4 separate regions of the Mus musculus genome follow, and all the other regions are linked to region 1. A link is a contact called in public Hi-C, HiChIP or PLAC-seq and promoter capture Hi-C data. All regions are on one chromosome and are shown on one strand. The core of a region is the stretch at or near the end of the contact, and the rest is flanking DNA. Distances in the headings are between cores, read along the strand shown.

Region 1 (6,320 bases), core at 3,553-6,052:
ATAGTTCAGATCCAGAAGTGGCATTTCCACTGTGGAGTTCTTATTAGCACATACATTTGAATGATGAAGTCAGACTTTTTAACATCAAAAAGCTGGTTAATCTGACTTCATTAGTTTGAGAGGTTTTGTTTCATTTTATTTTATTTTATCTTTATTGGGGGAAGAGTTGAAGTGAAATTGGCCAAAGTTTTGGGTTTTTGTTTGTTTGTTTGTTTTGTTTTGTTTTTTACAAAAATATGCTAAAAATTTGCTCTCAGCTAGGTTATTCATTGAATAGTCAAAAGGGACACGAACTTTAGTATGGTGTTTATGTTTCCGTGCCCTTGAGGGTGAGTGGGTTGGTTTGATTGCGCTCATGCCTTGAAGCCTTTTGAAAACAGGAGCCCAAAGCCCCGAGTAAGGACAGCCTGTGCTGAATGCCCCACCCTCTGGTAGCTGGCTATTATTTGGCACATGTCGGCTGTGTAGCAGGCGGCACTTGCTGTCACCTGCCTGCCATAGGAAATGGGGCAAACTCATTTTTCTAGATCTCAGGAGCGTACTACACAATCTTCTCCCAAGACGTCTCCCAATTCCCCTGCCTCAGCACCTCATCACCCACATGCCCATTGCCCTGTCCTCCTTGATGTCCACCTCCCTGATTGCATGGCTACAAACTCTGCCTGCTGCTCTCTAGTCTGTTCCCCTCCCTTTCCTTCCAAGCACCGCTCAGATCCCACTCCCTTGAACTTTCCCCCTCTCCTGCTCGCCACATCCCAGTGAGTTCATTACAGTATGACTCTAGCCAAAGGATATATGTGTCTATCTTTCCTGGTAACAACCTGTCCACGCACCTGTCCACCTGCCTGCCTGTCTACTTATAATTTACAGCTAGATTAATTTCTGCCTTTTGGATGCTGTCCATGCCTGGCATGTGAGAGGTGTATGAGATGGCTTCTGTTGGAGCTGAAATGATTAATTATATAGTAAGTGTCTTCATTAAGTGAAGACCACGAGCCCTGGAGAAACAAGGTCCTACTGTAAGGAAAGGAAAGTACCAGCAACATTTCACTTTTGTATCAGCCAGTATTAACCCATTTGAGCATAATGGCGGGCACACGCAATGTCCCCTGGCTGGCAGATTATAAGTGAGCCTTGAAAGTAATTTCTCTGGACAACTATTTTTTGGGAGTGTGGGGGAGGAGGGTATGGGGGACTTTTGGGATAGCATTTGAAATGTAAATGAAGAAAATACCTAATTAAAAAAATTAATTAATTAAAAAAAAGAAAGAAGATACTGGTCTCTGATCTCAAATAAGGGATCAGTGTCTCTGAAAAGAGTTATCCTCACAGATTTTAGTTTCAAGAGCCTCTTTCTAAGTACTGGGTGCCCTTTCCCAATTACCCAGGAACTTGACTTTCTTGCATGTGAGGCAAGCACTCTACCAACTGACCTATAGCCCTACCACCACACTTAATAAGTCCTTTCCCAGTTGGTGTCTAATCAAGTTCAGTCCATGCTACCTGCCCAGGTTTCCTTCATGCTTAATTTTTTTGGAACCAAATATGTACATTCATGGAAGGATGTTCTATACAGTCAGAGACATCTCTGTGTTACGTATACCAGATATTTGTGGCACTCTGGTCAGTCTCTGGAATGAACAGGCACACATTATTTGACGAATGTAAACATTTAAAATTGTACGTATTTTATGCTTTTAGTTGTTAGAGTGATAGTCAAGATGTAGCATAAGACGATAATGAATGAATCTTCAATAAGTTCTGAAAATCTTGAGCAATCAGTTTTAGTCACTGGTTGAAGGGCATCCACCCCCATAGAGTTCCTTCCATACGTAATGTATCTTAGTGGTTTGGGTAAACACTGGCCTCGGAGTCCCAAGACCTGTCTACTGCCACCGGGGGTACTTGGCACTTTGGATTTCATGTTTTCAGCTCTCAGAACCAGAAACCTTTTGTTTCAGCTTTAAAATGCTATGACACCTGAACGACAGACCTCTCACACAATCTCTAATCTTCGTTTGGAGAAGATAGGCAGGAAGAAAGACAAATGAACAAGGGGGCTAGAGACAAAGTCTTGGATGCTTCCAAAAGCAAGCTACAAGCAAGTTTCCGAGTAAGTTAAAAATGGTCATGGGGCATTTATTTTATAGCCAACCTCAAGACAAGCAAGTCAGTTATTAATTCTATCTGCTTGGCTTTCCTATGTTGGAATAGAACTTGGGATGTTTAACTTGTCCTGGACCCAGGGGAACAGATGCTGTCTCAAGAGTGAATGTGTGCAGTGGAAGACACAGTTCCAGTGTCTCTATGGAAAGTGCACAGTGACTGTCACTGTGACAGAGGCTCTTTTGCTTAATTATGAAATCCCAAGCACCCGAAGGAAACTACAGTGACCAAAATTTATAGCACCTTTTATTTTCAAATGAAATGCAATGATTTAATGGTTTTCTACACAAGACTTAGCCAGTTGCTCTGTGTACAGTGAGGATATAAATGTCAGCACTGTGTTAGGGGTGTGCTGACATTAGTTGAATATTTAAAGTCTGCACACTGTCGTTATTTTGCCTTCCCTGCACTGACAGCTTGCTGCCGAATTGAACATACCTGGAAAGAAGTCAATTGGCTTAGAACACAGCTCAGTTTCTCTTTGGGTAATTTCTCTGTCTAGGTTCTACTGGGTCTTTCCATAGACAAAGCAGAATTGGATGCATTCTGCTGTCCTGAACAAAATCGTAGTCAGAATCTTGTCCATAGATGCTTTAGTATCATTTGAGAAAGGGAGATGCAATCCTGCCCACTTCCCAGTGGGATCCAGGCAGTCAATGGGATTCAATACTATTTTGGTTGCTAAACGGCTGCTTAACCCACAGAAGCCTCAGGTTTTTCCTAGGGTGTTATCAAACTTTGGTGACTCAACCTTGGGAACAACACTAGACACACCTGGGAAACATCTAAAAGTCTGAACACCCAGGCTACACCTCAAACCCATTAAATTAGACTCCTGGCATGCAATCCAGTATCAACAACCTTTAGCATTCTTAGAAGACTCCACTCTCTTTTTATGAGTCTATTCTCCAAGGATGGTTAGGACAGGAGTATGGAGGCCAAGGAGCAATCCTGGTAGCTACTGGCACGTGGGAGAAGAAAGGCATTCCTTCCGTGGAGCTGTAAACTGTTCACACTGAGTTCTAAAGCCATTAACTTGGAAGAATTAGTGGGAAGCAAGCCCCGGTAGACAGGATACTAATATAGCAATTAAACCCCCATGAATTAATCAGAATGCAATCAAACAGTCAGAGTTCTCTCCACTGATACCTGAATTTGAGAACTATTATTATCTGCCACTCTGCCCCTGTCCCTTTGGTTTGCCCTTTTGCAATGGTTAAATGAAGACAACAACAGAGGGCATTTAGAATTTCAATCAGAGAAATATTTGTACGCCCTAAGCTTGGGATTGAAGTGAGGCTCTTTAAAGATGAGTTTAATTGACAGGTCTGGGTCTGAATTTCAAGGGACCAACTACGTTCCTTTTAAACCACAAATCACTCCCAAAATCCTTATAAAATTCTATCCCCCCCGCCCCTTTTTGACCCTTATACAAGAAGCCATTTTTGTTGTTGAAATGAAACACTTGCCACATTCTGCCTGTTTTCTTGTCCAGGGCCAAGGGTTTCTGTACGTCCTGGGCTGACTCAAGCTTTCCCTGGTGGTCATAACCACAGGGCACTTCAAATGCAAACCTTCAAAGCCACTCGTTCTAAGGGGTGAGGTGGGTGGCCGCTGAGTATTTTGAGATTGTATCAACTTTTCTGTTGCCACCTTTTAACCTAGATACTTTCATTTTCTCTGTAACTCCTTTCCTGTCTATCTGACTTTACCCGTATGGACTTCTGAGGACTGGAGGATAGGTTGTAATTGCTCGCTTCTAGAAGGCATTAGCTTTGGAGCAGTAAATCACAGACTTGTTTTAAGAGTACCCTGCGTTTGTTGTGGTTGTTGTTTTTGAGTTAGCACTGTGCATTCTGAACGTTTCTCCCTTTCAGTCCACTTTGCACTAGTCACCCTGGACTCTTCCTATAGCAGAACTCTTCTGAACAGAATTGACACTAGGCAGATGCTAGCTCTGGAAATGGAGGTCCTTCTGTGTTTTCTCTCTGGCTGGCCTTTCTCACAAAACTCCTTGCAAGTGCAGTTCAGGATGAAAATGCAAGAGGGTTTTAGCAAGGCACAGTAAAATAGCCTTAAAAGAAAGATCCTGCTGTGTATTCTTAGAGGGGCAGGGAAGTAAGGGGTTGGGGGCAATGTGTGTGTGCCCTGGTTGTGGTTGTGATGGTGGCGATAGTGGGATATTTGTTGATGAGAATGATAAAGGGACACTATTCCACATCCTCTGTATTTGCAAGGCGCCTGGAAACCCTTGGGCAGCGGCATGCAGCTGAGTACCCTTAAGGGCCTCCCAGCCCTTCCCACTTAGTGGAGAGGCGCACAACCTTCCCGGCTGGCCCGGGTGACTGCGTGCGTGCATGCTGCGGTAGGGTGCCCTGGGGTCCGCCGGATGATGCCCCCGGGGAGGGAACGGTTCTTACAGTCACTGGTCAGCGCGAAGGGCACGCGGCGGTGGCCGAGGGAGTGGTCTTCAGCGGGCGCTTCGAGAAGCCTCTTACCGGCGGGCAGCGGGAAGGCAGACGCGGTGTGGAGCAACACCAGGCAGACAGCCACGACATCCCATAACTTCATCTTAGAGTCCCGTCCGGCGGCGGCACCTGCGCGGGCGGGCAGCGGGGAAGAGAACCGCACCAGGCAAGTTAGGCTCAGACGCCCAGGACCCTGGTGCTGACTGCAGGGCAGCCTCTTCACCACTTCCCTGCCCCCCCCCCCAACCTGCTCCCAACTCACAGCCTCTCCGCCCGCACTGCTTTTGATCGGTGCTTCCCTAAGCACCCCGCCCTTGTTCTGGTTTACTGCCCGCCCATCTTCCTTCATCCCTGGTACACCCCAGGTGCAGCTCGCATTCCCAACGGGTGCACTGCTGACCACTCTTCGGTCCTCCAGCCTCCAACTTCCAGAGGTCAGATTATGGACATAAATTTATACCACAACTCCGGGCCCGTTGCTTCTACTGGCTCGCGCGACATCCCATATTCCCGGGGGGCGGGGGCGCACGGGGTAGCCCCCATCTGGCTACCTTTGCCCGGCCCTCGACAGACAGAGACCACCCTTCCCCTCCCCAGCAACTCCCATATGTGAGCTCTGGAAGCCATCCTTTCGCTGATGCAAACAACAGGCTTTTTACCTCTGGGACTAAAATCAAGCTCACCTATCTGTCCCAGGCTGGACCTTTCTTCTAACTAGGCAGGGTGTAGGCTCAGGCTTGGTGGAAACACTTGCCCTCCCTCTGTCTACCTTTTAAACATCCTGGCTAAGTGAAAGAAAAAAATGTCACCAGAACAAGTTCATGTGACTTTGCAGACTCTGGCCTGCATAAAAGTGCCAAGTTAAGTCACTTAACTTCGGAAGCATCGGTTTGGCTTAAAATACCAGTTCCACTTCTTAGGATCATTAACTCACGAACAAGTCCAGAAAGTGCCCAATAAATGTTTTACCACTGTTAGTAGGCGGCGACTGGATCTATCTTGACATTTAAAGCCCTCCGTGGTATACCCGAACACGCCCTTGATTTTAGTTTTGCAGCTTTGTGAAGTTTTGGTCCTAATTCTGTCCCTCTCAGCAGAGATGCTATCTTTCGGTTCCCCTAGCTACTCCAGGACCCAGGACCGTAGTAAGAGTCCTGAACACCGAGTCCTTTGGACTCTTAAGACCTCACATCTCTAGAAAGGAAGAAGGCCTTGCAGTCTGGGGTGAGCTTGCTAATAAAGAAGGCTATGTTCACTTGGCGAAAAGTCCCATCCAAAGAGACGGGGGAAGAGAGATTGAATCACTTCGGGTATGGTGGTACTCTGTCACTCACAAGTCCCGTTGTTCCAGCATGGGGAATTGGCTGGGGAGCATTCTCAAATCAGGTAAATCATGCATTTTGAGAAAACAGTCTTGACATTTTTAATGGGGGAGGGCAAATCAGTTTTCAGGTACACACACACACACACACACACACACACACACACACACCTCCCTGCACCTTTCCTATTAGTCTCCAGGCTTTTGCTTCTCTCTCCTTTCCGGGGTACATCCCTCCCGCCCCTCACAATCTCCACCCAGAATTCCAGTCTAGGTCCCTAGATAAGGCCACTAGGAAAGCATTTAATTCGGCTGCCACCTCCCACTGCTGCGGAGACGAATTCATTTTCCATCCCTTGGGCGTC
Region 2 (5,768 bases), core at 2,682-5,181, 620 kb after region 1:
CAGACCATATGTGTGAGCTTTTCTAGCACTTAAATATTAACATGTGTTTCACAACTAATCTACAACTGGCTTGTACTTTTACAGGCTCAAGTCGGGTCCATTCATGCTCTGGCTGTTATTCGTGGTAAGTCTGAGCCACAAAAGACAAAGAACATTTCTCTAATGCCACTGCCTACTTCTAAATGACTGGACTTTTGTTAAGTCAATTGCTATATTTCAAAATTAAGTTGAAATTTTTATGCATTCCCAGAAACTCCTGAAATATTCAGCTCTCTTGGGAAATAATAAATTACAACTCCTGCTTTAAGGACCAGCATTTCTCTTTTCTTTTCTTTTTTGAGACAGTATGTAGCCCTGGGTGGCCTGGATCTATATAGACCAGGCTGCCCTCCAACTCAGAGATCCCTCTGCCTCTGCTCCTGCTTCCTTAGTGCTGGCTGGGACTAAAGGTGTGCACGACTACATATGGCAATAATCTTGCTACTTGCTAATGCTAGGTTCTCACTTTGTAAAAAGTAATTTGATTTTTTAATTTAAATATAAGAATCCTTTTTTTTCTCTATAAATATAACATGAACTTAACAGAGCAAATAGAAGGTGCTATCAGCAGCACAGCAATACCTCCAAATATTAAAGCCACCGCTAAAGCTTCTTGGTTGCTATAGAGTCACTGTGATTATTATGGGATAAGAGTAAGAACTAAACAAAGAACAAAGTGAAGGACACTTTTCTTAAATGTTTGAGACATGAGGGAAAGCACCCCCAAACAATAAATGTCCAAATTTACTAGGGTAAGATGTAAGAAAATATATTTATTTTTTCCATGACAATACTATGATAAAATTGTTAAATACATGCATGTTTTAAAAACAGACATTGGTAACATCTTTATATAATTAACAGCCAAGCGATAGTAGTTTTATATTTGCAGTGTCTTAGGCTATTTACATCATCTATGTTCTTGTGATAATCATGTCTCTCAAAAGATATGGACGCTAAATTCTGAAATTATGCTATAAAGGGTTCAAATTTCCCGTTTTAACAGCGACATAACATTTCACAAAGCTGGGAATGTCTCCGCTGTCAATCTCCGTGAGTACTGTTTTATTCTATACTCAACTCAGAATCTTTTGAGTCGGAGTGAATCGCAGACACACACACATCAATCTCCTTTATGTCCTGTGTGTGAGCATTGAAAAGATTCCTTATAGGACTGAACATGATTTTAGGTATTGCACATCATAACCGATCCTTTGATTTAACACAAGTCTGTAGTGATAATTTTGCAAGAAACAAAACAGGGGAAAGTTATGCAAACAGCAATTTCTATCTTCTTTCAGCTACATGGACACACACCTGACCAAACAAAAGTTAGTAAACAGGAGCTAGCATTTACAGAGACCTAGAGATATTTAACATGACACCATCTTTTAAAACAACATTCATTCTACAAACCTTACAAAAGACGAAGACTTAGATCTGTTCACAGTATGTGTGTCTTGTAAACAGTAATGCACTGTAATGCAAATTTGAAAGGAAAAAAAGTGGTAATTTCTTAGTGTTACAGGGAAGATGGCTGATGGCCTGTCTGCTAGTGAAAGATCTGGTAAAATAAATTTTAAAAAATTTTCCTAGGACCAATGAGAATTTTCAGATGGCTTACTTTACCTTTGGACATGCCTGTAAGTTGGTATCATCTGGGACTCAGCGTATCTCTCTATCCAGAACAACCTTTTTAAAGCAACTCTAAAGAGAATGTCTTTTAGCAGCTGTGTCCTGTGGTATCCCCTAACATCTACCCCATCACAAGGAGCTGGACAGGGTTCATTCCTCAACATTCCTTCACCATGCTGTTCATACTTTGTCAAAGACTACATCAGAAGGAAACGTAAGCGGAAGGAGCTGGGTGTTTATAATTGAGCTAATCGGAAAAGACAGTGAAAGTGTTTGCATCAAAGGAGAGCATCGCCCCGCAAACCTCCCTTCAGCCTTTTGTTCTAGGACCACCTGCCAAAGGGCTCAGCTGCTCAGGACTTAAGGACGATGGGATTACTACCTAAAGATATTTTGATCTCTAAAGATATGCTACTGGATGTTGGAGCTAGTTCGGAAAGTTGAAACTACCCATTTGAGATGGAATAATTACAAATAAAAGCGCATGTAAGAAATCAGAATAAAATTAGGAAGGCAGCCAATTTAGATGTACCAAATATTCTAGGCATAAGTACAGCAAAATGCCTATTACAGCGGGATTTCTTTTCATGTTGATTGTCTATACAAAGGCGATCTTGAAGGCCCATATGAATCAACTAACATTAATGTTCCTGTCTTTTATCCTCAGCATGTTTTTTTCATTTTTAAAGTATTCGGTTCCAGCAACCAAAAATTGCACACTTGTTTAATGTGCAATCGGATATGGTTTATTTATAATAAAAGTATGCCACAGTTAGAATTTAACTTAAGCAAATTCTATTTACACCTTGGACAAAAACTGCCATTCATAATACAGGAGAAGAAGTACTACTCTGGTTAAGGACAGCCTGATCCAGTCACAATCTCGTATCATAATTAGAAGCATGTGGCTATTCTAGGCCAGAGGACAACCCCAGAAACTCTAACAAGAGGAAAAACAAAACAAAACAAAACAAAACTTGGTAGTGCTCAGCTAAATGTTGCTCACAATCATTTATGCCTCCATTTAGAAATAAGTCCTCTGTATTATAATCAGCATGAATATGGTCATGTAATTATTAAGATAAAGGGAGCAAAAATCCAACAACCCTAGTAAACTAAGAGGTTTAAACAGGGTGAATAGCACTGGGCAGAATCCACGATTCAAGCGAAATCACTTTGAAGGATATTCTAGGGTTATGTCTAAAAGATTAACAGTTTTTGCTTGGCCCCACCCCCACCCCCTCTGTAAATTTTTTTGTCCTGGACACTGAGGTAAGACAGGTATGACAGCATGAAACTTTTTTTCACAAGAAAGTATCAAATCAATTCAAGGAAATGCCTTGGTATATCTTACCAAGACAATGAGTTCTTCTAGTGATCAGCTAAGCTCGCTCATGCATGCTGCTTGACATAACGCAAGCCAGATTGGTACAGATGGGTCTCCAAGCTAATAGCTCATGACACAAAAGCAAACAACTCTGCAGTGAATAGGGTGCTGACAGGGCGCATCTAGTGAAAGGCCTGATGAGTCTTCACAGTTTCCCTCACACTGTGGGGCTGTTTCCACAATGTATCCAAATCTTTCAGTCAATTCTTTTTTATCTATGCGAGTCACATCTTAATCTCTCCCATCCTTCAAGACAGTTCCACGGAATCTGTCACACTCTAGAAAGGGACCCCATCAATACAGACACAGAACTCTCACTGTGTGCCTGGCATTAGCAGCTGATGGCCCTTCCCCCACACTTCACTTGAGATGCCAAGTATTGTACTTTCGGGATCCTTTAAAAGGCCATTTTGCTCATTTCAACCCAGTTTCAAACAGGAAACAGTAGAAATTACCTTAGTGCAAACACAACAAATTCTATCTGAGTAAGTGCCTAAGCAGTAAGAGACTTTGAGATAATACTTTCTGCATATTGACATATGAAGGGGTACTTGAATTGCAAAATACCATGACATTGACTTCAAATTTCTATCGGGAGGAAGCATTCTTAAGCCTTTCACTAAATTAGGTATACTGAGCACTGAAAGGGCTGGGACGGATGCAAATACAGTCAGGATTACTGTGACAGGAGAGCTTTCTAACAAGAGTTCAGTTTGCAAGAACTTCTAAGACTGTGATTTCCTACTGTCATGTCTGAGTGCGACAGTGCTGGGTGTTCGGAATGCAATCCTTCCAGTTCCCCTGAACCACGAAAGCAAGACTAATGTGCAAACCGAGGCTGACAGCTCCTCCCTCGAGCTTCCCGATGAATGGCGGCTTCTGTTGCCAGCTGCAGGAACAAAAGCACCTCTATCACCCAGCTCAGAAACACAACCCAGCGTTCCAGATATGCAGAGCTGCCGTCTCAAGGCCGGGACACCACAGGTTCAACCAACAGGAAGATTCCGAAGGTACATGTGCACTAATTCATGGAGTGTAAAACTCAAAAAGCCTATTAAGTATTTAAGAATGTTCTCTTTAATTAGATGTTATTGAAAATGGCCACTCATAAGTATTATGATACCCTCAATCTCCATGTCTCACCAGGGAAATCTGAATGAAACTGGCTTACAAAAGGGTGTGCATGTGGCTCTGTTCAACAGACAGACAGGAACCTAATTCTGGTCGAGATATCTGGAGTTGCCTGGCCAATGACTGGGCTCTTCTTAGGAAGGAATAGTTTCTCTCCTTTTCCTAAGAGCTGGGAACACCTGTAGGCTTTTCTCTCACAGTGACCCCTGACGTCAGAGTATATCCACTTCGAGCTGGGAACACCTGTAGGCTCTTCTCTCACAGTGACCCCTGATGTCAGAGTATATCCACTTCGAGCTGGGAACACCTGTAGGCTCTTCTCTCACAGTGACCCCCGACGTCAGAGTATATCCACTACGAGGCCAACTTGCACTGAAGGCACGAACGACCCTTGCACTGATGCCGCAGTGCACACTTGCCAAAGTCCCAAACCATGAGACAGGTATTAAGGGCATGGCAGTGGTGGTCTGCTTCTCCCTTGTCCTCTTCCTGTTTAGGCTACTCCTATATACACACCCACAGAGGTAACAACACTGCCCAGGGAGGCAGCTGCATTCACTTCAATGGGGAAAAAAAAAAAAAAAAAAAAAAGCTGCCTTGGCCTTAGTCCTACGTCACATTCTCCTACAATAATCCAGGGCTGCCCCGCTTCTGCATACCTCAGTCAGTGGTCCTTGAGAATGGACTTGAGAGGCAGGGTGGGGTGAGCAGCACTCTAAACTCCCAACATTCTGGACACCCACGCCAAAAGGACATCCTTTGGACAGAATGAGTCCATTTCTCCTGACCGTCCCGTGTTCCCAGATTAACGTAGTGCGGAATGATGAGCTGTAACCTTCGCAAACTCTGATCCCAATTAGATGGGAATAAGAAACTGAGAAGCTTCACTGGGGAACAAGGCAGAGGCCAAGCAGGGCATAGCAGTAGTAAGATGTTTCAGGGAGTGGGGAGGGGGGGAGGGGGTGGGAGAAGGGGAGGGGCGTGGTGTGGGGGGAGGAGGCAGCAGGGCTTAGAGTGGCTGGGTAGAGGATGGAGCCAGAGGGCACAAGGAAGACAGAAACTCTTTGGTGTTGGCTCTGGCTTGGAATATTTTTCAGTACTGAAAATTTCTAAGAGCTACTAACTATATCATGGAGCTCCAAAATGTAGTTGAATCCTAGGGTTAAAAACAGGATCATGACTTTGTCCCTTGTCATCCTGTATTTTTTTTCTCACATGATTCTTTAGAAGATAAAATAAGAAGCCAGGCATGGTGACACGCACACCAACACTTGGGAGACAGAAACAGGTGGATCTCTGAGTCTGAGGCCGGCCTTATCTACATAGTGAGTTCCAGGTTGGGAGACAGAAACAGGTGGATCTCTGAGTCTGAGGCTGGCCTTATCTACATAGTGAGTTCCAGGAAAGCCAGGGCTGCATAGTGAGACCCTGTCAGAAAAGAAATAAAAAATAAAAAATAAAATAAAAATAAAAGATAAAATCTGAACTAAAAGAACAAGCCATTATCTGTAAGATTTGGGGGACTTCAGATGACACAAATAAAGGTCGTCTACTCCTGGGGTGTTTCAAACTGTCA
Region 3 (5,803 bases), core at 2,631-5,130, 590 kb after region 1:
GTGGGTTACAGGAAAGCAGGAATATTCATGTTATAGTTTTCAGACGCTCTCCGATGATATTTTTGGCTTCTTGCTTGGTGGAACCTAATGTTCTGTTAATGCCTCACAAGGTTTCATGTGCGAGTCACTAAAACTTTAGGTCAGGTACAGAGGGGGACAACGGGTGACAATTAATAAAGATAGGCCAAGCCAAGATTCTGGCTTTACAACATTTCAGCTCTCCACATTCAGAAGTTCTGACATGTCGGTCAGCCTTGTACAATCTTTTACATGGGCAAAGTTTTTTTTTGTTGTTGTTTTGTTTTGGTTTTTTTGGGGGGTACATTTGGTTTTTTTGTTGTTATCGTTTTATGGAGAACTTCAGTTCATACAGCTCACTCTTCCACAAGAATTCTAAAAGCCTTTGCTGTATTTGGAGTGCTTCGTGGGTGAGCACAAGGTACAGCTGTTTTTCCTGGGGTTCACCCATCCTCATAAGCAAACAAGTCACCCAAGAAAACAGCTTGTTAGCTGTGATGGCCGCCCTTCTGAAGAACAGCTGGGACACAGGTGTTGCAGAGTCAGGCTGGCCACTAGATGGAGACATTTCTCCATGGCAGGTGGACTGTTTGCCGCAACCCGAAGCCTGAGCCTAGGGCATAACATTCCTGAGCAAGGCTGGGTCTTCAAAGGTCCTTCTTCCCCGAGCAGTCCTGATCTAACACTCATTCAGCACTTGGGATGCTTTGTGCTGAACTTAGCAGATTTGTATATTGCTGTAGCTGATTTGGGTGATTACAAAATACTTTTTGTTTCATTGTATAGGAAAATAGCTTCAGTAGATATAAACCCAGTTTAAAAAGACTATTCATAAAAACGTTACTAAAATATGTAAGTCATGCATACTGCTGGGGATTTGTTTTCTTAGAATGGTACATCATTAAACACTGGAAAAATGGGTATGTTTGTGTTACATTGGTCTTTAGTTGCAGGGCTAGTTGGATGGACAAAGATTGTGTGTGTGTGTGTGTGTGTGTGTGTGTGTGTGTGTGTGTGTAAAACCTGCGAAGTCAGGTTATATAGACCTTATCCAAAATGACTTGACTTTTTTAAAGTTTGGGATATTTACATATACATAAAGAGATACCCTGAGGATGGGACCCAAATCTAAGTATGAGGTTTATTTGTGTTTCCAATATATACTATTTCTACAGAACCTGGAAGCAATTTTCTGCAGCATTTTTAGTGTGCCCACCTTTTGACTGATCCCTCACCATGATCTCAAGTGTGGAATTTTCCAGATGTCAGCACTTAAAAAGATTCAGTTTAGATTTAGGTATTGGATGTGCTCAGCCATTACACTAAAGAATTATGAACCAAGTAAACTGCCCTTGAAAGGTACATCTGCCCTGAGAGCTAACCATCCGATGAACCTGGTCGTTCCCTGGCCCTGAGGTGTACCCAGAAGCAGTGCTGCATACCAGCCTCGTGGGCGTTGAGACTGTGAGTCCCTAGAACCCTCATGGTCTTCTCTGAGTGTGTTGAGAGACCCGACCTTCCAACTCTTTATCAAAAACATCAAATCTCTCTCTCACATGACAGGTTCTCTTGGGTCGGGGTGTATGGGACTTGCACTCTTCATTGGCAGTTTTTGCACCACCCAACATCACATGCTGTCGTGTACAGATGCGAGTGAATGGCGAGGCATTTTCATTAATACATGAGTCAGGCCATGGCAGCGAAAGAATGAACACAGGAAAGGCTTGGTCTGAAGGTTAGGTTAAAGTGTAAACATGTTTACAATAAAACCTAAACCATGCAGGTTGGGAAATGAGCTCAGTAGTCTCTTCTGGAACTGGTGTTTTTTTTAATGGAACAGCTCTTTTGCCTGTGTGCCTTCATGCATTGACTAACTTGAGGGCATTGTCGTGGTACTTAATGGTGTGGTTTCTGAAGACTGCCTTACCCTTAGTTAATTACAAAAAAGCTTGGTTTTTCAAAATCCAAGAGAGAAGGTGTGGCTGGTTGGTATATTGTTGCTTGATTGCATGCAGCCTGAAGAACACTCAATAGCCAGCAGGTAGCAAGCCATTTTTCAAGATGTAGTAGAAAGGAGAGCTGGAAGTAGTGTCTCGGGAGTAAGGATAAGTCTCTAGTTCTCTGCCACCCTCAAGTGCAATAAACTTAAGGGTGAACAACATCAATTATTCCCTGAAGAAATGGCCAGGGCTTCTTGCCACAGCCTGTCCTCCATTCTGTGGTGGATCTTCACAAGGCTTCATGAAGCAGGAAAACCTGGCTCCCAACGATCTCCTCTCTAAAGTACCATGTCTGTGAGTGCTGACTCTCCTTTTCTCTTTCATGCTGGCACCTGGCAGAGTGTGGGAACCACTGCCTCAATAGTAAGTACAGTAAGGCCTGGAAGATTGAACCGCTCGAGCTCCTGCCAGAGCCTCCAGCTTTGGCCAGGCCCTGAGCCCAGTGCAGCCAACTGCAGGCAGAAGGGAAATGGGGTAAGCGGGAGTGGGAATCAGACACACCAACCAAGGTACCACGGATCTGCCTCCCAGCATGGGTACCCAAGCTGGCAAGTACTGAGGTAGGGTGTTAGCAGGCAGGCAGCTAGACTAGAATCCACTCGTGTAGACAGATGCCTCCTGGGGAGGGGGGGGGGACGTCTGTTTGCAGAGCAGACTTGTGACAAACGCAGCGTGATCATTTCAAGAAGTCCAAAAGAGAATGATGTCTGTTGGCGACAGTCCCACAGACAGGGCCAACAACAGCAGCGATGGGTCCTGGCTGTACCTCTCACTCTGGAGTGAGAGGGCCCACTGGGGCCTTCTTGGTTATGTTTAGCCGAGGTCAGTCTCCTATGCCAGTCAGCTTGGGCATCTTCCACTTGCTTCCTTATCAGCCCACAGTTCCTGAAATAAGGGGCTGGCCCCTCAACCAAGAGCTCCCGCCCCCTCCTCTTTTTCCTCTCCACCCCTTCCTCTTCCTCCACCCCCCCACTCCCACCCCAACAGTGTTGCTCTGAGTCCTGGGAGCGCATCCCTCTGGTCCTTGCTTCTCCTTTGCTTTCCCAGTCCACAGTGTCTCTGCTTTCCTGGCCCATGGCTGTCTACCCACTAACCTTTCTCTCTCATTCTCTTTGTATGTTTAAAAGTCAAATTGAAACTCTCCCACTGCTCACAATCAAGTGATAGGTTTCCCTCCCTGGGTGTGGAGTCCTTAGACAACTTCTTCTTTGTATCAACAACGTGTGTTCTTGGAGTTATAATTGTCTCATAAGCCAGTTATTCCCTCATTTTACATACTATTTCTTCAGTGTGAGATCTACTCTGCCTTGGCTTCTTTAAGCTGTTATTTCTGTATTTTTCCAAAGAGGAAAGCAGGGGGGTTGTGTGATTATTTCTCTAGCAGAAATCCCCCTCCACACACCCTAACGTGTGACACTACACACGCCTGCTCTTTTGATGTCTATGAAAGGCTGATTTCTCAGGAGGACCAAGGGATGGGAAATGGGGAGGAAGGAAATTCGTTTCTAAAATACTGGAGAGTAGGAGGTGGGCAGAAACCAAAATGAGGTCTGGTTCATGGCCTGTCTGCGTTCTAGCTGGGGGGATCTCGATTACCTTGTTCTGAAATGGGAATAGCCAGGCCTACCCTGCCTGTGCTTCCGCGTGAGCCTGGAGTGAGGGCTTCATCAAATCTCACCCAGGAGGATTTCATGTTGCCCGAAGCTTGTCCGTTGCACTTCTCAGTCACTCATATCAGAGCCGGGGTCTTCAGGAGATGATCCCCCAAATAAAGAGCCCCGCTGGGCCCTGTTTGGGGATGACTTTCTCTGCCTCCTTTGGCAAAACTCTGGGGTTATCCCCAGCTGCTCTCCACATGGCTCCAGCTCCTCTCCAGCTTCCAAGAAGCGCTGGGGACAGTTCAAGTTTCAGCACATTGCAAAGCCTTCTCTGCAGAACGCCAAGGCTGGTGACAGTGGCCGCCAGGCTCTGGAGAAAGGGGAGAGGGGCGAAACCCCTGCCAGGCCACTGGGCCAGGCTGCCGTGAGCCGGGCCAATCACATGCACAGCCAAGAGGAAGGGGCTGACAAGCTGTCAAATAGCACATTCCACAGCTAGCTTTCCTGACGTCTGTGAGAGCTGAAGTCGAAGGGGGGTAGGGGTGCGCGTGTCTCATAACCTCCATTTTCTGTTCTGTCTCAGCTATTATAGAAGCCATCGAGATCCCACAGTTCATCGGCCGCAGCTACCTGACGTATGACAACCCAAATATCCTCAAGAGGTAATGAGCCCCGCGCAGCAGCTTGCTTATTCCCTAGATGTCAGTTTTTTAGTATCACTCCATGAGTTTATCCTCATCGTCTGTGCCAGATGATAATTCTCCCCATGGGCTGGGGTTTTGGGGCGGGGGTGAACATGAAACAAACATAGAAACAAGAACAAAACAAATAAGCAAAAACTTGAAGGCATCAGTTTTCCAAACAACCCCATCGTAAGCTCTCCAATCCTTTTCTGGTCAAAGGGCCTGGAAGAATGTCACTTGCCCCTGGGGTTTCCAGGGTTCTCGTTTGAGAGGCAGAAGGAATTGGATGCCCCTGGAGCTGGAGTATGATCACATCAGACACCCCCACCTCTGACCTGAGAGGGGGTTCTTAGCTCTCTGCTATTCTGTGCCATGGCCTGCAGATCTGCCTGGAGCCAGTTATGGAAAGGGTTCATTCAGCTGCCCCCAACCAAGCAGCTCAGAGCCACTTCCTGCCAGGTCAGTGCCTATGTCTTCAAATGTCCACTGCCCTCCAAGGCTCTGCCCAGTACAGTGAAGATTGCTCACTTCTCTTGGTGTGGACAGAAGAGTATAATATAAGGACAGAAGGCATGATACAAATGCTCCAGTTACAGCTTTTGTTCCCTGGGGGCAGGGACGGGCTAGAATTTCAAGCAGCCTGTATATGTGGCAAGGATGGAGGTTGGCTCTTAAAGCATCCTTCCATTCAGCCAGGCTTGCTGTTGGCAACTTCAGTTTGTCCCCCAGTCCTTTGACAGTGGAGATGTTCATCGGCCTTTAATCACCAGAAAAAATTGTTCTGGAATTTTTCTTACAAATATAAGAGAAATATAAATATATATCTTTAAGGCCACCTTGCTTTAGGATAGAACTTAGGATATCGAGGAGCAAGACTAATTGAGAAATCGTTTACTGGGCTGTTTACGGTGACTGTAGGCATAGCAGGCTACTGTAGTGGTTTGATTAAGGATGGCCACCATAGGCTCAGATATTTGAATGGTTGGTTTCCAGCTTAGGGACTGTTTTGGATTAAAGGCATGGGCTTGTGGGAGGAGATAGACCCGGCTTCACTTCTCTAATGACAGGTTCTGTTTGTTGCCTTGGAATGAGGATTTAGATGAGAAGCATCCCCAGACAAGGTGCACCCTTGTCTGCCTCTGCCTCTTTCCTACCAACAGTAGAAAGTCATTCAGCACCACACACACACACACACACACACACACACACACACACAAAGCTGAGCATTATGGAAGGAGCCCGAGTCTTTGGTCACCAGTGCTTAGCCAGAGGCTGCCAACTGCCAAAGGAGCTGGAGATAGAGAAGCCTCAAGTCAGAGCAGCTCTGCTGGAGCACACGCATGGATGTGTGTGGTCAGGCACATGGACACCTGTGTGAAGCCATCCAAAAGGACATGTTCATGATCTACTTCAGTTTAAAGCCTTTAGAGGGTCACATAACATAAAACTCAGCTTAAAATGTCCTAAACAGGAAGAAGATTTCATAAAATGTGTACAACCTTCA
Region 4 (5,957 bases), core at 2,684-5,183, 670 kb after region 1:
TGAGAAACCGTGTGGTGCCCAGTAGGTTCACATGCCACCTCAGTCATCGTGGCCTTGGGGGAATGAAATAGGGTCATTATTTTTCCTTCTGAGGTAACACGTGTGGACTTCTCCAATCAGTTTTGACCATCTAGGTCATAAATAGCTATTAACTTGGTTTGACTTGGCAATTTCAGATGGTTAAGTTCGTCTTTTGACTAGGACACTGTGAAAACATGAGTAAAATACTCTGGGCATGAGAGTGCTTAAGGAGTCCACTGCATCAGACTTTAATCAGCACTCTGCAGACGTCCTGGGACAATGTAACCTTTGTTATTTTAAAGGCACCCACCACTGTGAATGGATACTGTAGGATATTCAGTCTCCCAGAGAACATGTTAATACAATTTAAATAGATTATTTTTGTTTCTTTTTTGTCTCAATTTATCACAATTTCCAAGGAACTGTTTTCAGTGCATACGTCATCAAGATTTTTGGTTTTTCAAGATCTTTCATGTCAGGTTGGCTAATTTTCATTCTGTTGAGGCCTTTTTTGTTAATTCAAAAGCCTATCCATTATACACTCCAGAATATCAAAATAAGAATGTTCTCAAAAACACTTTAAAGATTGCCAGTGGTCTCTACCTACAGCTGGTTTCCTGTGGTGAACAAGGCGCTTCTGGATGGTTGACTATGGGCCTCCTCCAGACCACAATAGCTCCCTAAACAGGACACACTCCAATTGGTCTCAGTGCCTCCCCCAAACCTAGTTCCTATGGGCTGTTCCTTGCAGTGTCTCCCATTCAGTGCCTCCAATACTTCCCACCTGTCAGGGCTGGAAGTGCCACACTCCCCACCCTCAAACTTCAGCCAGGCTGTTTGAGTGACTGGCATGCAAGTATCTCAATGAATATTACTGTATCTGTTATGAAATAATGTGGCGAGGGGGATACCTTTGGTGGGCCCATGCCAGGTGTACCCCTCTGAGAAATGTACCCTATGCAACAGATCTGGTGTAAAAGGGGTTTATTGGGAGAAGGGAGAGAAGTGAGGACCTGGGGAAGGAACAGAGGCACGCAGATTGGGAGCAGGAAGACAGGCAGACAAGGAGCAGAGCCATGAGAACTGGCAGAGGGGGCAGAGGAGGAGAGAGAGGGGCCAAGCGTGGAGAAGAACAGAGAGAGCGAGCTGAGATGGTGGGAGGTCTGCAGTACACCTGGCAGCAGGCACTGACATAAGCAACTGCTAGGTCCCTGGGAGTAGGACAGTGGAACTAACTATATACACCAACACTAGCACTACCAAACAAATGAACTTGCACTGATTACAAGAGCAAAACATTCTATGATTAAATTACCTGGCTAGGGAGATGGCTCAGTAGGTAAAGTATGTGTCATGCAAGTACGAGGCCCTGAGTTCAATTCCTGCCACCCATGCCAACCAGCTGGGCATGGTGAGGCCTTCTTACATTCTCAGTGCCAGACAGGCAGATACACTAGGACTCCTGGACATCTGAGAGCATCGGGTCTAACTGAGAGACAGGCATTGCTTCAAAATGCAAGGCAGACAGCCCCTGAAGAACAGAGCCAGAGGTTGACCTCTGACCTCCGCATGCATACTCATGTGTGCACACCTGTGTACATTAACACAGACATAAGATTAAGAAAAATAAGGAAATAAGTAACCCAAACATTCCTATGTTATTAACACGGAAAAAGCTTACATTCAAAACAACCATGAACATCCCCACTCCTCAGAACGGGTCATATCCTCCTCATCCAGCTCACAGAACTTGAGTGTGTCAGAGCCTGGTGTGTCAGAGCCTGGTGTGTCAGAGCCTGGACTGGTCTTCCTTTGCACCCTGGCATTTGGGTGTGTATAATGAACTATCTCAGAGAAGGGAGCCCAAATCCAAACATGAGGCTCCTTTACATTTCCTACTGGGCACACAGTGGATAGTCCAAAGGTATCTTACACAGTGTTCTTGGTGACGCTTCACTTAGGCTGTAGACTGCCAGGCGCAGCCTTCCCCACCGTGACAGTGTACTGGCTGGTGTTGTGTCAACTTGACACAGCTGGGGTTATCACAGAGAAAGGAGCTTCAGGTGGGGAAGTGCATCCATGAGATCCAGCTGTAAGGCATTTTCTCAATTAGTGATCAAGGGTGGAGGGCCCCTTGTGGGTGGTATCATCTCTGGGCTGGTAGTCTTGGTTCGATAAGAGAGCAAGCTGAGCAAGCCAGGGGAAGCAAGCCAGTAAAGAACATCCCTCCATGGCCTCTGCATCAGCTCCTGCTTCCTGACCTGCCTGAGTTCCAGTCCTGACTTCCTTGGTGATGAACAGCAGTATGGAAGTGTAAGCTGAATAAACCCTTTCCTCCCCAACCTGCTTCTTGGTCATGATGTTTATGCAGGAATAGAAACCCTGACTAAGACAGGAAGCATGGTGGCATTTCAAGTTCCCAAGTTTGAAGCTGCAGTTCTCTGACTTTTGGATTATAGATAGTTAATAGATAGGAAACAGATGGATGTTTCTGTTCTCCCACCAACACTAAGGATGATGTCTTTCCAAATCTCATCATTAACTCGTGGGTTGTGAAGGTACCAATTCCTTGATTTACAATAAAAATACTTCAAATGTTTTTTTGGTAATTTGCAATGTTTTCTTTAAAATCATTCAATCTGGATTTTGTTTGTTTTTCAGCAGCTGGGCGTTATCTCCTTCTTTCCGATGGAGAATTATCATACATGCATAACTGACATGCTAACACTGACGTCTATCTTGCCAATTTCAGGGCTTCTGTGTCCTTTTACATTCTGCCAGAATCTTTCACATACAGATAAGATTCCTTTTAGTATATGGCTAGAATCCTTCGACTCAGCCCCACGAGTTACCAGCCATGCCAGGCGCGTGCATTAAATAATTGGAAGCACTCCTGAGCTTGGTGATGGCTGGCTCATCTCATCCTTTTTTTCCCCCTCCATGAATGTTATCCTCCCTCGTGGCTTCAACCACCACTCAGCACGAATGACTTCCAAATTTGCTTCACGGAATTGGCCCCTGGCCAGCTTCAGACTAATCATTTACCAGATGAGTGTGTGCTTACCCACACAGAACCACTCCAGGAGGTTCCCGAACCCATGTGGAAAACTCTTGGATGCTGCATGTATACTTGGATGCCTCAGAGTCCTCAAAAAACCCAAAAGGAAACACAAGGAAATTCACTTTCCCCTCTAGGCATGTTCTCTCAGGCCCGGGCCAATTCCAGATTACTCAAGACACCCATTCATGTCTTCATCCTTCCCAACTGACCACCAATCACCCCCGTGTTCTTCCCATCCCTATCTCCTTTGCTACGGCCCTCATCACTTCTGGCATGGGTAGCTTAAGCCATTAATTCATTTCACATCCGTACGAAGCAAGGAATCTTCCCCGTGAGATTCGGGGCTTTACGAAGCAGCCACTCCCCATCTTCCCACCCTCTCCTTACTAAGGGTATTGATACTTCTTCAGTCTGAGGCTGATGCTCATTCTCAAGCAAGACATTACCTGTACTTTAATTTGTGTTTTCCATGTTTATCACAAAATAGGGAGATAATATACCCCCTCTTTCTACTTTATTTCCTATTGCTTTTTAAAGTCTTTGAACCGAACAGTATCTTTTAGGAGCACTGTATACTCAGGACTTACTTGACAATTGTGCCTAACTCATTCAAACCAAGTTCTTAATGAGGAGTTACAATGTCTTTCTTGTCTGTCCCCCACCCACCCACTCTTCCTTTATATCCCCAAGAGTAAGGTAAACACATATATCTAGAGATAAACCAGCAACTTGGCTCAAATTGCTGTTAGTTTCTTTTTCAAATACACAGATTAAACCCACTCCTAAAGGCCTGCTGAAACTGAGGGAGGGAAAAAAAAACGATAATTATGCAATCACTTGATGCACTTCAAATTCGGATTCTGGCTGACTCTGCCAGGCAATAAGCAACTCCCGTTTTCAGACAGCATGCACCATGTGTGCAGTTGGGTTGAATCCTCGTGCCAACTCTATGAAGCCAGTGTCGCTATCCCTCTCTTTCCAGTAAGTCACTGAGGCACAGAGGGGGTCACACATCTAAGAAGCAGAGCTGGGAACCTGAATTTAGCACCATTTACCAATCTCAGCTCTGGAGCAATACATTTAACTGTGAATCCACAACAGAAGACCCCCGAGACCTCAGGCGTCCAGGGCTCTAACACCCCTTCTGGCACTAACATGGTCACAGCTGAACAGGACCACAGCAAACAGCTGGAATGTTAGGCTTTAGCTCTCAACTGACCCGACTCGGACTCAGGGCAGTCCTTACTTCCATGTCATCAAACTAACTGAGACGAGCACAACCCTACGGCCATTGTACTTTCAGGATACCTCAAGCAACCAGCAGCTGTGGGCCTTTCTCTCCTTCCATCCTGTCAGGTGAATGCCATACTAGCAAGCGTCACCTGCTTCTACGGGCGGGGCATGTGATCGTCGTATCCCGCTCTGACAGTCTGCAGGGAGGGGGCCGAATGGAAAATAACTGCCATCTTCCTGTCCTGCTTCCAACTCTTAAGTAGACTTTTGATTAGCTGAGTTCTTTAAGTGAGCAGGTGCAAACCCAAACACACTCCAAAAGCCAGCCAGACAAAGTAGTTGAGGCTTGCCAAGGACAGTGGGGTGGCCAGCAGCTAGCAGCCAGAGCCTCTGTCTGTTTTATACAGGAAATAGACACGGCATCCCATAGCCACGGGTCTTCCAACTGAGCTACTGTCTTGTTTTACACAGACTCAGAAAGAAAGAGAGAGCGCTGCTACCTGCAGAGCAGGCACCTTAACCAGCACGTACTGCAGGTCTAGCCAGGCCTTCCCTCTTAGACTCAGAAGGGCTTGCTATCTTTTAAAAACAAAAATAAAACGAAAAACATGTGAAATCTCATTTTCAAATGCTAGCAGCTAATTTAGGGGGTGGGGGAAATACCACAACAGCATTCAAGCCAAACAAAACACATTTCCAGGCCAAAAGACTTCTTAGGGAGCCAACTAAGAAGCCTGCCTTAAAACTGAAAAAAACAAAACAAAACAAAACAAAACAAAAAAACAGACAAACAAAAAACTCACAAAACATACAAACCAAACCCATGTCTCAAAATACAAATTGTTCTAATATCTGCATTTCAATGCACACATAATAACCTAAATGTGCCCTAGTGGTATATTTTTTTAGAGTTATAATCTGAAGCTTTTACGTTAAAAGAACCCTGCTTTCCCCACCCCCACCCCCTTAAATTTCAGAAATACAAACCCTAGGTATCAGTTCAGACTACAACAAATGCTTTTCAAAAGGAATTGACAGGAAGGAAGGGGGCAGAGGAAGAGGACAGAACGAATGGAACAGGAAAAAAATGTTTGGAAATAACTGGCATTTGGCAGAAATATCTCAGAGTCTTCTTTGTCGAGAAGCAGGCTGTATTAGGTGTTTGTGACAGCAGCTGGCAAGAAGCAGCTTAAGAGAGGGTTTACTCTGCCCATTTTAAGGATCAGGCCAGCCAGGTGGGCAAAGCACGGCTGGCTGCAGCAGTGACTTCCTGTCGCTAATTAACATGAAGCCGAAGTTCCTGCTATACTACTGCCTGCTCCTTCAGTCCTACTTGACGACCCTGAGGCGTGAGGTTACCCGGCTTCAGGGTGGGTTCCCCGCCCCATCACGTAAACCACCTCTCTGGAAACACCCTCATGCACACACCCAGAGGTCTGCTTCCTAGGTGAGGATACGGGTTAAGCATCTGCACGGCTGTGATCTACACCCCCAGAGATCGATAAGCCTGGCGTTGATCCTGGATCAGGAAAGTATTGAGAAAGGTATCTGGAAGGGAGGTTGGATCAGTGCAGCCAGCGGCAACCCTGACCTGATAAAACTGTTGGACTGGGAGAGCAAGGGGCAGGAAAAGATGGACCAC

Evidence for each region. Promoter capture Hi-C pulls out the DNA fragments that hold promoters and counts their contacts. Hi-C and Micro-C count contacts between places; a contact is called where the count stands out from the background. HiChIP or PLAC-seq counts read pairs in DNA pulled down with a chosen protein or histone mark.
Region 2: a contact with region 1 is called in an H3K4me3 HiChIP or PLAC-seq map of embryonic forebrain, with 2.2 times the contacts expected there. The contact joins the enhancer-like site here to the promoter of Gdnf in region 1. A contact is called at or near these places in 2 of 39 promoter capture datasets (cranial neural crest and hippocampal neurons), 2 of 115 datasets of contacts at active chromatin or transcription factors (embryonic forebrain and stem cell-derived neural progenitor cells) and 1 of 9 other capture datasets (embryonic stem cells).
Region 3: a Hi-C map of muscle stem cells shows a contact between it and region 1, with 5 times the contacts expected there. The contact joins the enhancer-like site here to the promoter of Gdnf in region 1. A contact is called at or near these places in 6 of 39 promoter capture datasets (the 3T3-L1 cell line, embryonic stem cells, hippocampal neurons and 1 more), 1 of 15 datasets of contacts at CTCF or cohesin (the NIH/3T3 cell line), 10 of 484 Hi-C or Micro-C datasets (the HL-1 cell line, LSK cells, cerebellum and 6 more), 4 of 115 datasets of contacts at active chromatin or transcription factors (embryonic hindbrain, embryonic stem cells, forebrain and 1 more) and 1 of 9 other capture datasets (embryonic stem cells).
Region 4: a contact with region 1 is called in a promoter capture Hi-C map of hippocampal neurons, with 2.4 times the contacts expected there. The contact joins the enhancer-like site here to the promoter of Gdnf in region 1. A contact is called at or near these places in 2 of 39 promoter capture datasets (embryonic stem cells and hippocampal neurons), 4 of 484 Hi-C or Micro-C datasets (embryonic fibroblasts, embryonic stem cells, granulosa cells and 1 more) and 1 of 115 datasets of contacts at active chromatin or transcription factors (astrocytes).

What each region holds. Positions count from the first base shown.
Region 1 is chr15:7,814,032-7,820,351 of GRCm38.p6, reverse strand. Gdnf (glial cell line derived neurotrophic factor) reads right to left here and starts at 4,802. Exons shown (of 2, transcript NM_001301357.1): 1 at 4,587-4,802. The coding sequence starts at 4,737.
Region 2 is chr15:7,192,509-7,198,276 of GRCm38.p6, reverse strand. Lifr (LIF receptor alpha) reads right to left here. Exons shown (of 20, transcript NM_001358593.1): 20 at 788-5,768. Among named protein-coding and RNA genes, the nearest start is that of Lifr, 66 kb to the right of the region's middle. Within about 2 kb of position 3,931, at least 80 of the 459 cell types and tissues checked have an H3K27ac peak or open chromatin away from gene starts, as enhancers often do. A contact at or near this core is called in embryonic forebrain and stem cell-derived neural progenitor cells, where this site is marked.
Region 3 is chr15:7,221,223-7,227,025 of GRCm38.p6, reverse strand. It overlaps Egflam (EGF-like, fibronectin type III and laminin G domains), which reads left to right. Exons shown (of 22, transcript NM_178748.6): 18 at 4,200-4,278. Among named protein-coding and RNA genes, the nearest start is that of Lifr, 95 kb to the right of the region's middle. Within about 2 kb of position 3,880, at least 25 of the 459 cell types and tissues checked have an H3K27ac peak or open chromatin away from gene starts, as enhancers often do. A contact at or near this core is called in cerebellum and muscle stem cells, where this site is marked.
Region 4 is chr15:7,143,772-7,149,728 of GRCm38.p6, reverse strand. The region is part of intron 1 of Lifr (LIF receptor alpha); the gene reads right to left. Among named protein-coding and RNA genes, the nearest start is that of Lifr, 17 kb to the right of the region's middle. Within about 2 kb of position 3,933, at least 42 of the 459 cell types and tissues checked have an H3K27ac peak or open chromatin away from gene starts, as enhancers often do. A contact at or near this core is called in hippocampal neurons, where this site is marked.